Linked DNA regions of Mus musculus: region 2 is linked to region 1. Evidence: chromatin contacts called from public HiChIP or PLAC-seq data. All regions are on one chromosome and are shown on one strand. The core of a region is the stretch at or near the end of the contact, and the rest is flanking DNA. Distances in the headings are between cores, read along the strand shown. Region 1 holds the start of Dido1 (death inducer-obliterator 1). Region 2 overlaps Slc17a9 (solute carrier family 17, member 9).

Evidence for each region. HiChIP or PLAC-seq counts read pairs in DNA pulled down with a chosen protein or histone mark.
Region 2: an H3K27ac HiChIP or PLAC-seq map of embryonic stem cells shows a contact between it and region 1, with 14 read pairs. The contact joins the enhancer-like site here to the promoter of Dido1 in region 1. A contact is called at or near these places in 2 of 39 promoter capture datasets (the C10 cell line and macrophages), 4 of 15 datasets of contacts at CTCF or cohesin (embryonic stem cells, large pre-B cells and pro-B cells), 25 of 484 Hi-C or Micro-C datasets (CD4 T cells, CD8 T cells, Th2 cells and 8 more), 23 of 115 datasets of contacts at active chromatin or transcription factors (the 230-238 cell line, CD8 T cells, the HPC-7 cell line and 11 more) and 3 of 9 other capture datasets (adipose tissue, liver and pancreatic islet).

Annotation. Positions count from the first base shown.
Region 1 is chr2:180,700,102-180,704,992 of GRCm38.p6, reverse strand. It overlaps Dido1 (death inducer-obliterator 1), which reads left to right and starts at 2,891. Exons shown (of 16, transcript NM_175551.4): 1 at 2,891-3,032.
Region 2 is chr2:180,738,186-180,743,076 of GRCm38.p6, reverse strand. Slc17a9 (solute carrier family 17, member 9) reads right to left here. Exons shown (of 13, transcript NM_183161.3): 9 at 4,634-4,668; 10 at 3,143-3,258; 11 at 2,496-2,551; 12 at 2,335-2,364; 13 at 799-1,794. The coding sequence ends at 1,631. Among named protein-coding and RNA genes, the nearest start is that of Gm30455, 13 kb to the right of the region's middle. Within about 2 kb of position 2,541, at least 30 of the 459 cell types and tissues checked have an H3K27ac peak or open chromatin away from gene starts, as enhancers often do. A contact at or near this core is called in CD8 T cells, the HPC-7 cell line, Th2 cells and 5 more, where this site is marked.

The DNA.
Region 1 (4,891 bases), core at 1,642-4,141:
ACCGATTTGAGTTTGGGGTACACACGGGAAGGTTCCTGGGACAAGTGAAGGGGTAGATCCAGACTGATTAGATGAGGGCTTCCACAGTGTGTATGGAACAGACAGGATAGTGGGGCCGGACATGTACATGACCTGTACAATGGCATCAAGGACGGAAGAGAGTAGAAAATAGGTGGGGCGTGTCCTGGGACAGCCACACTGGCTGTAACCCGGGACAGTTGCCAAGTTGACAGAAATGTCAGCCTGGTGGATTCATTAACTAGCTAAACTTCCTGTGTGTAACAGGTAGACCTGGGGGAGAGAAGTCATAAAAGTTGTCGGAGAGGCTACCGTATGATCAGAGGTACCACTATTCTGCAAGCCAAGGCAGGAATTGGAAGTTGTGTCATTGTGAAAAAGGGTAGCAGTTTATCACCGAGTTTTATAAAAGGGAAAAGCATTCTGAGGATAAAATACAAAATGCTTCCTTTAGGTAAATAATCAGTTACCAGGATGCCTGCTGTGTTTCGCAGAATAACTTTTGCCCCCTTGAGGTTGGGTCTCATTCAGCTGACAGACCAAGCTGTCCTTGAACCACAGAGACCAGCCTGCTGCTTTCCTAGTTCTGGGATTAAAGGCTTGGCCAGAACTACATTGTTTCCATGGATGCTTTCTTTTACTCTTAAAAGGAAAAAAAAATGTAAACCCTTGAATTCTGGAGTCCTTGGCTTCTGTTGAAGAGAGCTGCAAAACAGCTACACATTTACTCAAATAGTTTTCTCTGTTGGAAGGAGGTAATTTTTGTATCACTTCCCCTTTTCCTATAAATCACCATATCTTGGTTGTAGGGGTATCACACTGGTAAGAGCCCTTGTTGTAGAAGACTCAAGTTCAATTATCAGCTTCCACAAGGTGGCTCACAATCTCACAACTCCGATTCCAGGGGATCTGACACTCTTCTGACTTAAGTGGGGTCCTAGGCATAACACATGGTGCACATTCATACATGCAGGCAGAAATAAACTGGGAAAAAAAGAAAGGTCATTGACTTTTTTCTAAATCTCCGTGAACACCAGAAGAAGTCATCAGATCCCATTACAGATTGTTGTGGTTGCTGGGAATTGAACTCAGGACCTCTGGAAGAGCAGCCAATTCTCTTAACTGCTGAGCCATCTCTCTAGCCCCAACCTCTCTCTTTCTATAGGCAGGTTGGCACAGATTCTGTTCTTCTGTCGACTCATCAGTTTGTGACACATGTGCACTCTTTATTTTTTATTTTTCCTTTGAGACTTCTCACAGTGTTTCCCTGGCTGTCTTGATTGGTTTTTATTTGTTTTTGTTTTGTTTTGTTTTGTTCTAAGTATTTCACTCTGTAGCCAAAGCTGTCCTGGAACTCAAAATCTTCCTGCCTCAGCATCCTCAGTGCTTGTAATACAGAGGTCACTACACCTGGTTACAAAGTCTGTAAATTGCTGGGGGTTTTTTGGGCTTTTTTCTGTGCTGCCAGTACCTTGTGCTCTCGGTATTGTGATGGTTGGTGTTGGGTCTCAGCTGTGTATGGATGTAGCACTGCCAGATAAAGATCTGCTGCAAATTGGACCCTGCTGTTTTTAAAGTGAAATCGAAGACTGGTGCTTTACTCTATTGCCCTCCGTGCAAAGCAGCTGGTGATTTGTTATCGGATTCTTCAGTGCTGTGCAAGTAAACGCATTTTATCTAAAGTTAGCTGTTACAGATTACTCCATGCCTAGCATGGCCCTAGGGTGGCTCTGGGTTCCATCTCCAGCACTGCACATAATAAAATGAACTGTAAGTTAAATGTTGGGTTTTAGTTTTTTATATTTAAAAATGTTTATTTAATGTGTATGAATGGTCTGCTTTTATGTATGTGTACATGCAGTGGGTGCCTGATGCCTGAGGAGGGCACTGGATCCCCAGAACTGGAGTTGTTTGGCCGCTTGTGGATGCTGGGAACTTATTTCAAGGGCAGAGTTGAGTAATCAGGGTAGGCTCCTCCTTGACTAGAATCTGAAAGGTGGTATTGAAGGATCTCACCAAGGGAAGCAGAAGCAGCCTTCTACTGTACTGAAGGAAGCCCCATGAGCTGTCATGTAATCTTGGGAAATGTTAGAAAGAAAACTACTCAAGACCTGGGCTTCTGAATGGAGCATTGGAGGCCTCTACAATGTGAGAGAGGCCTTACTAGACCGGAGCACATGTTTGTTACAGGAAGCCGAAGTTAGAGTCCAGAAGAATGGCTTCCTAGCGTTGTGTCTGTGTGCTTACATAAATAAGAAGCTGGTTGTATGGGGCAAAGCTGAGCGTCTATCCCGGCATTAACTGCCCTCAGAGCAATGTGGCTAGTGTTCACGTTGCGACCTCTTTCTGGTTTCCTTAAGTAATATGGGGGACAGTGAAGGAATATCACTGTAGTTAGCGCTAGGGGGGGAAATTCTTAAATGCCTTCGTGAGGGGACTGGGGGTGGGGCCCTTGTAGGCACGAATGCCTGGACTTTGGCTCCTGGTCCATTTTTAGGAAGAAATGGACGGGGCAAGGAGTAAAGGATAGTATGAGGGAGTGAGTCCCTGTAGGGCTGGCGCCCCTCCCCGCTCTGCACACGCCCTGCCATAGGCGAGAGCTGCAGGGCTTTGAGGTTTTCCTGGCTCCTTCCCACCGGAATCCGGTGCTGGTTTGTTCCGAAGCACCAGTCCCTGCAGACACAGAGTTTAAGCTTTTGGAATGCTGGGCCGGGTGCTGTTCAAGGATAGCTGGAGGAACCTTTTAGTGGCATTGGCTCCCAGCTTAGCCCCTTAGTTCGGGACGCGGGAATCTGTCAAGCGTGCCCGGCCAACCAGGCTGGCGCTCCGGGGAACCCGGGTGGCGCATGCGTGCAAGAAGGGCGGCACAGCCGCTCTAGCCTCGCCGTAGCTCGGTGGCCGGTCGATTTCTTCCGCTTGCCGCGCGGCCTACCACTCTAGGACGGTAGTCTCGCTGGTCTCTGCTCTATATCCGTGGTAGCTCTGGAAATGGCTGCGGGATCCCGGCGGCCGGGGTAAGTGACTCTGTACTGTGAAGGAGGGCGGAAGCCGTGTGGACCCGAACGGCACTTGGACTCCGGACAAGGTGGAGCGGCGCCATGCCGGCAGCCTAGTTCCAGCGAGCGGCGCCGATGGCGCCGAGAAAATGGCGTCGCGGCCCGCGGGGCCCTTTCCGGCCCCGGGCTGAGGGATCGCGGTGGAGCGCGCGAGGCCGGCCGGCCGGGCGGGCGGTCTGCGTCTGGTTTCTGCCGAAATCACCGGTTGTCTTGTGTAGTCCAAGATGGTCTGGGTCTGGGAGGCTGTGGAGCCCTTGATTCTGAGTCGGAGTTAGGGGCCCAGCCTCCCGAGGCCGCAGGTTCTCGACACTTGCGGTAGGGCATTCGTGGTAGGACGTGACTGGGCCTGGGCGCGAATTTGCGGGTGTACGAGCAGATATCTCATGGGGGACTTCGGGGAAGATCCAGCCTCAGCCCTGTGTAGGGCCTGGGCGTTGTCTGGGCGCTCATTGCCTCTTGCCAGTGTTGGTGGCCAGGTGTGTGTTAATGTAGATTGATCTCAACAGTGACTCTTGAGTAAGAGGCCCTGGGTTTGATTGGGAATGTTGTGTATATTTGATTTTCCACAAAAGGATGCTCCTTGTTACACTTGTCAGGCAAACTCAGTTGTGTAAGGATGACAAACAGCACACAAAAAAGATTGTGTAATTGATGACCCCTGCCAGCACTCATGACCAGCACTTTCCTCCTGCCAATCAGTGCATGTGTAGCATCATAATAGCTTGTTGAGAACGTGTGCTAGGGGACCTGAGGAGAGCTCAGGTAGGTCTTGAAGGCGAGGTGGGATGTCTTCCTGCCTTCTGTCGTTCGCAGAAGTTTTCTACTGTCAGAAAAGCTCTCTGTACCTCTTCTGGTAGGTATTGTCTTAATAGGCTAAAGAGTCTTAATTCAGTCAGTGCTGAGCACCTCAAGTAATGATTTCTCTTCAGCATATGAGTACTGTCTGTGCCAGGCTGTACACTTCTGTCAGCACAGCATGTTTTACCATGTTACACATCTGCCCTTCGATACTAGGTGACTTCGGTTTAACCCAGAAGAGCAAAGATTCATGTTGCACTTAGATCCTTACATAGTGATCCGTGTTGTAGAATCTGTTTCTTATGCTCAAGCCCCAACTAAGAAATTGTTGCTGAGTGGAGTCTCCTTTAAGTCTTAGATGACTGGGTCCTTTATAGAAACCCAGTAGTCTCTGAGGTTTTGTGTTGATTCGGTTACAAAGGTTGTGTGATTTGCAGCCAGTGATAGTGAGCTCTTTGGAAAGAGGAGGTCAAAGCCCAAAGTCTGAGTTGTGCTCATTTGTTCTGAGTGTGCAGGCTCGCCTGTGAGACAGAACATGTTGACAAGGCTTTAGTTTATTTTCTTAGTGGTCATTTTGAGACCTTTATAAGGGAATGTGAGTGGGCAATTTACATAGTTTTAAAGACTAATTCTGGCCGGGCAGTGGTGGCACACGCCTTTAATCCCAGCACTTGGGAGGCAGAGGCAGGTGGATTTCTGAGTTCGAGGCCAGCCTGGTCTACAGAGTGAGTTCCAGGACAGCCAGGGCTACACAGAGAAACCCTGTCTCGAAAGAACAAAACAAAAGAATAATTCCGAAGGTTGGAAAGATGGCTCAGCTGTTAGGTGTCCCTGTTTCTCTTCTATAGAACCAGAGCTTGGTTCAAGTGTCACCTGAGGGCTGACAACCATGTCTAACTCCAGCTTTGGGAAATCCCATGCCTACTGGCAACTATGGGCACCTTGCACACAGGTGGCAGACACATTTAAAAATGATTAATTCTATGCTTGTGTTTATACAGTTTATTCCTAGGTGTTGT
Region 2 (4,891 bases), core at 1,292-3,791, 38 kb before region 1:
AAACATTTCACTCACTGAGCCTTCTGCCCTGCCTTAGGAGATGATACAAGGGAAAACTCTCCTCCGGGCATGGCATGGCCATTCTGAAATGATGTCTGGCGCGAGCCCCTCACAGGACTGAGTACATTAGCACTCCTCACAGAGCAGAAGTCATGAGGCAGTTTAGCCATGCAAACCCCCCTCCTCACCAATGATTTCGGAATGAAGACTTTTCCTGTGTGGTATAGCCACCTGTAAGTTGCCCATGTTCCTGTAAATAACTCCAATTAAACTCACTGGTAACCTGTGCAGTGGTGGCTCACGCCTTTAACCCTCAGCATGTGAGAGGCAGAGGCAGGAGGATCTCCATGAGTTTAACACCATCCTGGCCTACATAATGAGTTCCCAAAACAGTGAGGGCTATTATACAGTAAGGTCCTGTCTCAAAACAAAAACAAAAACAAAAACAAAACAAACCAAAACCAAACCCATTGGTTCATCAAATTAAACTTGGGTGGAACCAGTTTTGTTTGCTTGCTTGGGTGTTTGGTTGGTTGGTTTTGTTTGAGATGGGGTCTCTCTACATAGCCCTGGCAGTCCTGAAACTGTGTAAACCAGGCTGATCTCAAACCCATAGAGATTCACCTGCCTCTGCCTCCCAAGTGTTGTTAGGATTAATGATGTGTGCCACTGTGCCTGGCTATGTGGAACCATTTTCTGGTGTGTCATAGATGATCTAAATAGGAGTGAATAGATTTTTGTTTGTCTTCCTTAGGAAAAGCTCACATAACAAAAGGTATTGAATAAAACAACAATCTTACTTTAAATAGTTTAATAGTTTTCACTTAAATAAGGCTCTGGCAAGACTCACCACATCTATAAAGAAAATCTAATAGGCATCTTGGAGAATTCATTATCAGCTCATGAAACCACAAGCTCTACAAGAAATAAGTGCGGGAGGTAGAAAAACAAGGCCAGAAATGGGGGGGGGGGGTTTCACCTTGTTCTGGGGTCTGTGATGTCTGGACTGCCAGGCACCTGCCAACCCAGGACACATCAGTAGTGCTGAGAGATCCACAGGGCGGGAACCAGGGTCTGCAAGGCAGGTGAGGACCCTGGCCCACTGCACACCGGCCCAGCTGGAGTGGCAAGCCTGACTCCTGGAGAGAAGCAGAAACCATGGCTTCTCTATGGTTCTGAACGGTGTTTCTAGTGGGCCTGTCTTATGGAGACATGGTCTAATGTCTATAGACATCTTAGGTTATTGTTGCTGGAGAGATGGGGGTAGGAAGGTGCCCAGAGTAGGTTGGGGGTCAGAGCCACTCCTGAACATCTACCAGCACACAACACATCCTTAACACAAAAGTCTTGTCAGGAAACAACCCTCACTGTGGCCGGTGAGACCTCCCATCAGCAACGTGGCTTCCTTAACAGTGGCAGTCCCACTGAACCTGAGAGAGGGCGGGACTGGCAAGCGGATTTGGAGCCATGACCCTCCTCCTGACACAGGCCTGTGTGTACTCAGGCCTCCCCAGGAAACTGTGGTCTTGCTGTATGCTCATACGTCTGGGGTGGAGATTCCGTTTCACTGACAGGGTTGTTATCCTCAGGCTGCTGACATCAGGTCCTGGGTGACTGGATCGTCAGGGAGTTAGAGGTCCTCATGAGTGGGGACCAGGTCCACCCTCTGCGCCTTCCCGAACACCAGGAAGGTGCCCAGCCCCAGGTTGCTGATGATGGCTACCAGGTGGAACACACAGGTCCAGGAACCAGTGGTCTCGATCAGGTAGCCACTCAGACACACGCCTACCACACCTGGACAAGAGAGGCAGGGACTGACTGATGGTCCGGGGAAGCTGGCCCCCTCACATCAGTGAGCTCAGGGGCAGAGCAGGGCAGACCCAGGGATAAAATATGAACTATGAGCTATGCGCCACAGGAGACTCAGACTCAGGGGGTCTTAGGAGACAGAGTCCTCAGGGGTCACTCCAAATCACATATTGATGGTGTCTCCACTCCATGTCCCACCCAAGGGAAACAAAGAACAAGGTACTCAGTGGAGGGACCAGATGGTACTCTAAACTACAGGACTGTCACATGGAGTCAGTCATGGGAGAACGGCTTGTGAGTCCCCCACCATCAACCAGGTCAAGTGCCACCTCAGCTGGCATATCTGAGATCACCCTGGGCCATCTTGGCCCTTGTGCCCTCCCTTGACTTTGAGACCCCATTCAGCAGCAGGGGGTGAGTGAGATGAGATGACCCCCATCTAGGCTATACGCTAAACTCACTTACTAGTCAACCTAAACCAAAGGACAAGAGAGCCTCTAAGCCAGGCTTGGAGCCAGCCCTTACCTGCTAAGGCCCCTGCAGTGTTGGCTACACCTGTAAACAGGAAAGTGGGAGGAGAGACATCAGGAGGAGACCCATTGTTGCCCCGACAGTGCCCCGCCCCACCCCAGGGATAACCCATTGTCAAAGGCAGGGGATAAAGCAGGGATAAACCAGTGTCTCACCAAACAGGAAGCCAGCACAGGATGGGGCCAGGTCCTGAATGTTGACTGAAATACCACTGTGAGAAACAGGAAGGAAGGCAGGTGAGTGGCCACAGGCCTGGCTATCTCTACTTGGCCTGTAGGGGCTACTGGAGCATAAGAGATGGTTACAAGTCACCAGAAGACACCCAAGCCAGCCCCTGCCCCTATCACCTAGGTGCTGCTGGGCCTGCTGGCACCTTATACTCCCCGTCTTCTTACTGACACAACACTAGAAGCTGCTCCTGAGAATGTGTGCGAGGCCAGAAAGGCACGCAGTAGGGTTTCCCCTTTGTTAACTTGGAAGAGCTTTGAAGTGGGCTCCTAATGCACCCCACAAGATGCTCACTTGAGGTTGCTATTGCTCAAGATGAGAGAAAAGGTGCAGAAAGAAAGGAACGGACCACGGAGGGACATTAAGACCACAGAGAGACATTAAGCCCGGTGCATATGTTCATTCTTCCTCCCGGCACTCCTCCCAGTGTTGGGGGGAGGGGTCTCCTTGTTTTCCTGAATGACCCTTGCTGGGTACCCAGATCTGCTCACTGTGACAGATCATGGGGCGCTTTCCCTGAACGAGAATGTACTAAAAGCTAGCACCCCTGTGGGATGAGCTCATGGCCTCTTACCTGTGGTTGAAGGTCTGGAAGCCAATGGAAGCTGATGCAAAGATCATAGCCTTGAGGAAGCTTGTGGTATGACCCAGACACAGGGCAAAAATGCTTGACAGACCAAGGCCCATGACCTGCAGGACAGGGCTGGTAAGGGGCCAAGGGACCATGCTGGCCCATATGACTCACCCTGACTTGGACCCCCCAGTGTTCTGAGTAAGATCAGATTGGTTCTACCTAAAAGCCCTTCTCGGGCTAGGGCTTCTTTGCCCTGCCTGTTCTGGCACAGAGAAGAGCAGAGAGCATCTTCAGAACTCGGAGAAAGTTCTCAGGTCAGCCAATACTGGCCCCAGAGCATCTTCCAATGGCCACCCACAACAGCCCCTTCCTGGGTCCTATTGCTATAGATTGACCTCTGATCTGAGCTGACTCTGCCAACCCTAGGAGCAGGTACTGGTTCTGGGGCCATGAGACCTGGCTGTAGTTTTCCCAACCCGTATCTTTTATATCAGCCTGGTTCTAGAAATCAGGGGACTAAAGTACACAACCCTCAGGTCTCAGGAGGTCAGAACAAAGAAGGGATGTCCATAGAGGGATGTGGTGGTTTGAATAAGAATAGTCAGGGCTGGAGAGATGGCTTAGTGGTTAAGAGCACTGACTACTCTTTCAAAGGTCCTTTTAAAAAAAAAGTCATTCTTGTGCCAATCTTCATACCTTTAAAAAAAATAAAAACGGCTGGCGAGATGACTCAGTGGCTATGAGCACAGACTGCTCTACTGAAGGTCTTGAGTTCAAATCCCAGCAACCACATAGTGGCTCACAACCAGCCATAATGAGATCTGACACCCTCTTCTGGTGTGTCTTAAGTCAGTTACAGTGTACTTATGTATAATAATAAGTAATTTTTTAAAAGATTTATTTATTACATGTAAGTACACTGTAGCTGTCTTCAGACACACCAGAAGAGGGTATCAGATCTCGTTACAGATGGTTGTGAGCCACCATGTGGTTGCTGGGATTTGAACTCTGAACCTTCGGAAGAGCAATCGGGTGCTCTTACCCACTGAGCCACATCACCAGCCCAATAAATCTTAAAAATAAAAAAATAAAAAGAATAGTCCCCATAAGTTCATGTTTGAATATTTGGTTTCCAGTTGGTGGGGCTGTTTGGGAAGGGTTAGGAGGTGTGGCCTTGTTGGAGGAAGTGTATCAGTGGGAGTAGGCTTTGAAGTTTCAAAAGACCACACCATCCCCATTGTTTCTTTATCTGCTTTGTGGTTGTGTCTCAAGATGTAAGGTTTCAGCTACTACTCCAAGGTCATTCCTGTATGCCCGCCTGCCCACCTGCCTGCTGCCATGTTCCCCTTTATGATGGTCTTGGACTCCATCCCTGTAGAACTGGAAGCTCTAAACAAACTCTTTTTTCTAGAAATAAGTTGCTTTTCTCACAGTACCTTATCACAGCAAAAGGGAAAAAAAAATGAACAAGGGATTCAAATGATTTCCTACCTGCATGAACTTACGCACCGTGATGACTCTGTAACCTGAGCAGAGAGAAAGACCCAGGATGAATCTCCAACAGCTCATTCAGGTCCTCAATAGTGTCCCGCCCACAGAGTCACAGAAGAGTAAACGGGGTGCCCAGGGCAGTGCTCCAGGGCAGTGCTCCAGGGCTCAAGACAGGAGATTCCCTATCATAAACTGTACCCTCTTGTGTACAGTATGTGTGTCAGAGGGTTTTCTGTGGTGCAGTCTGGGTAGAAATAT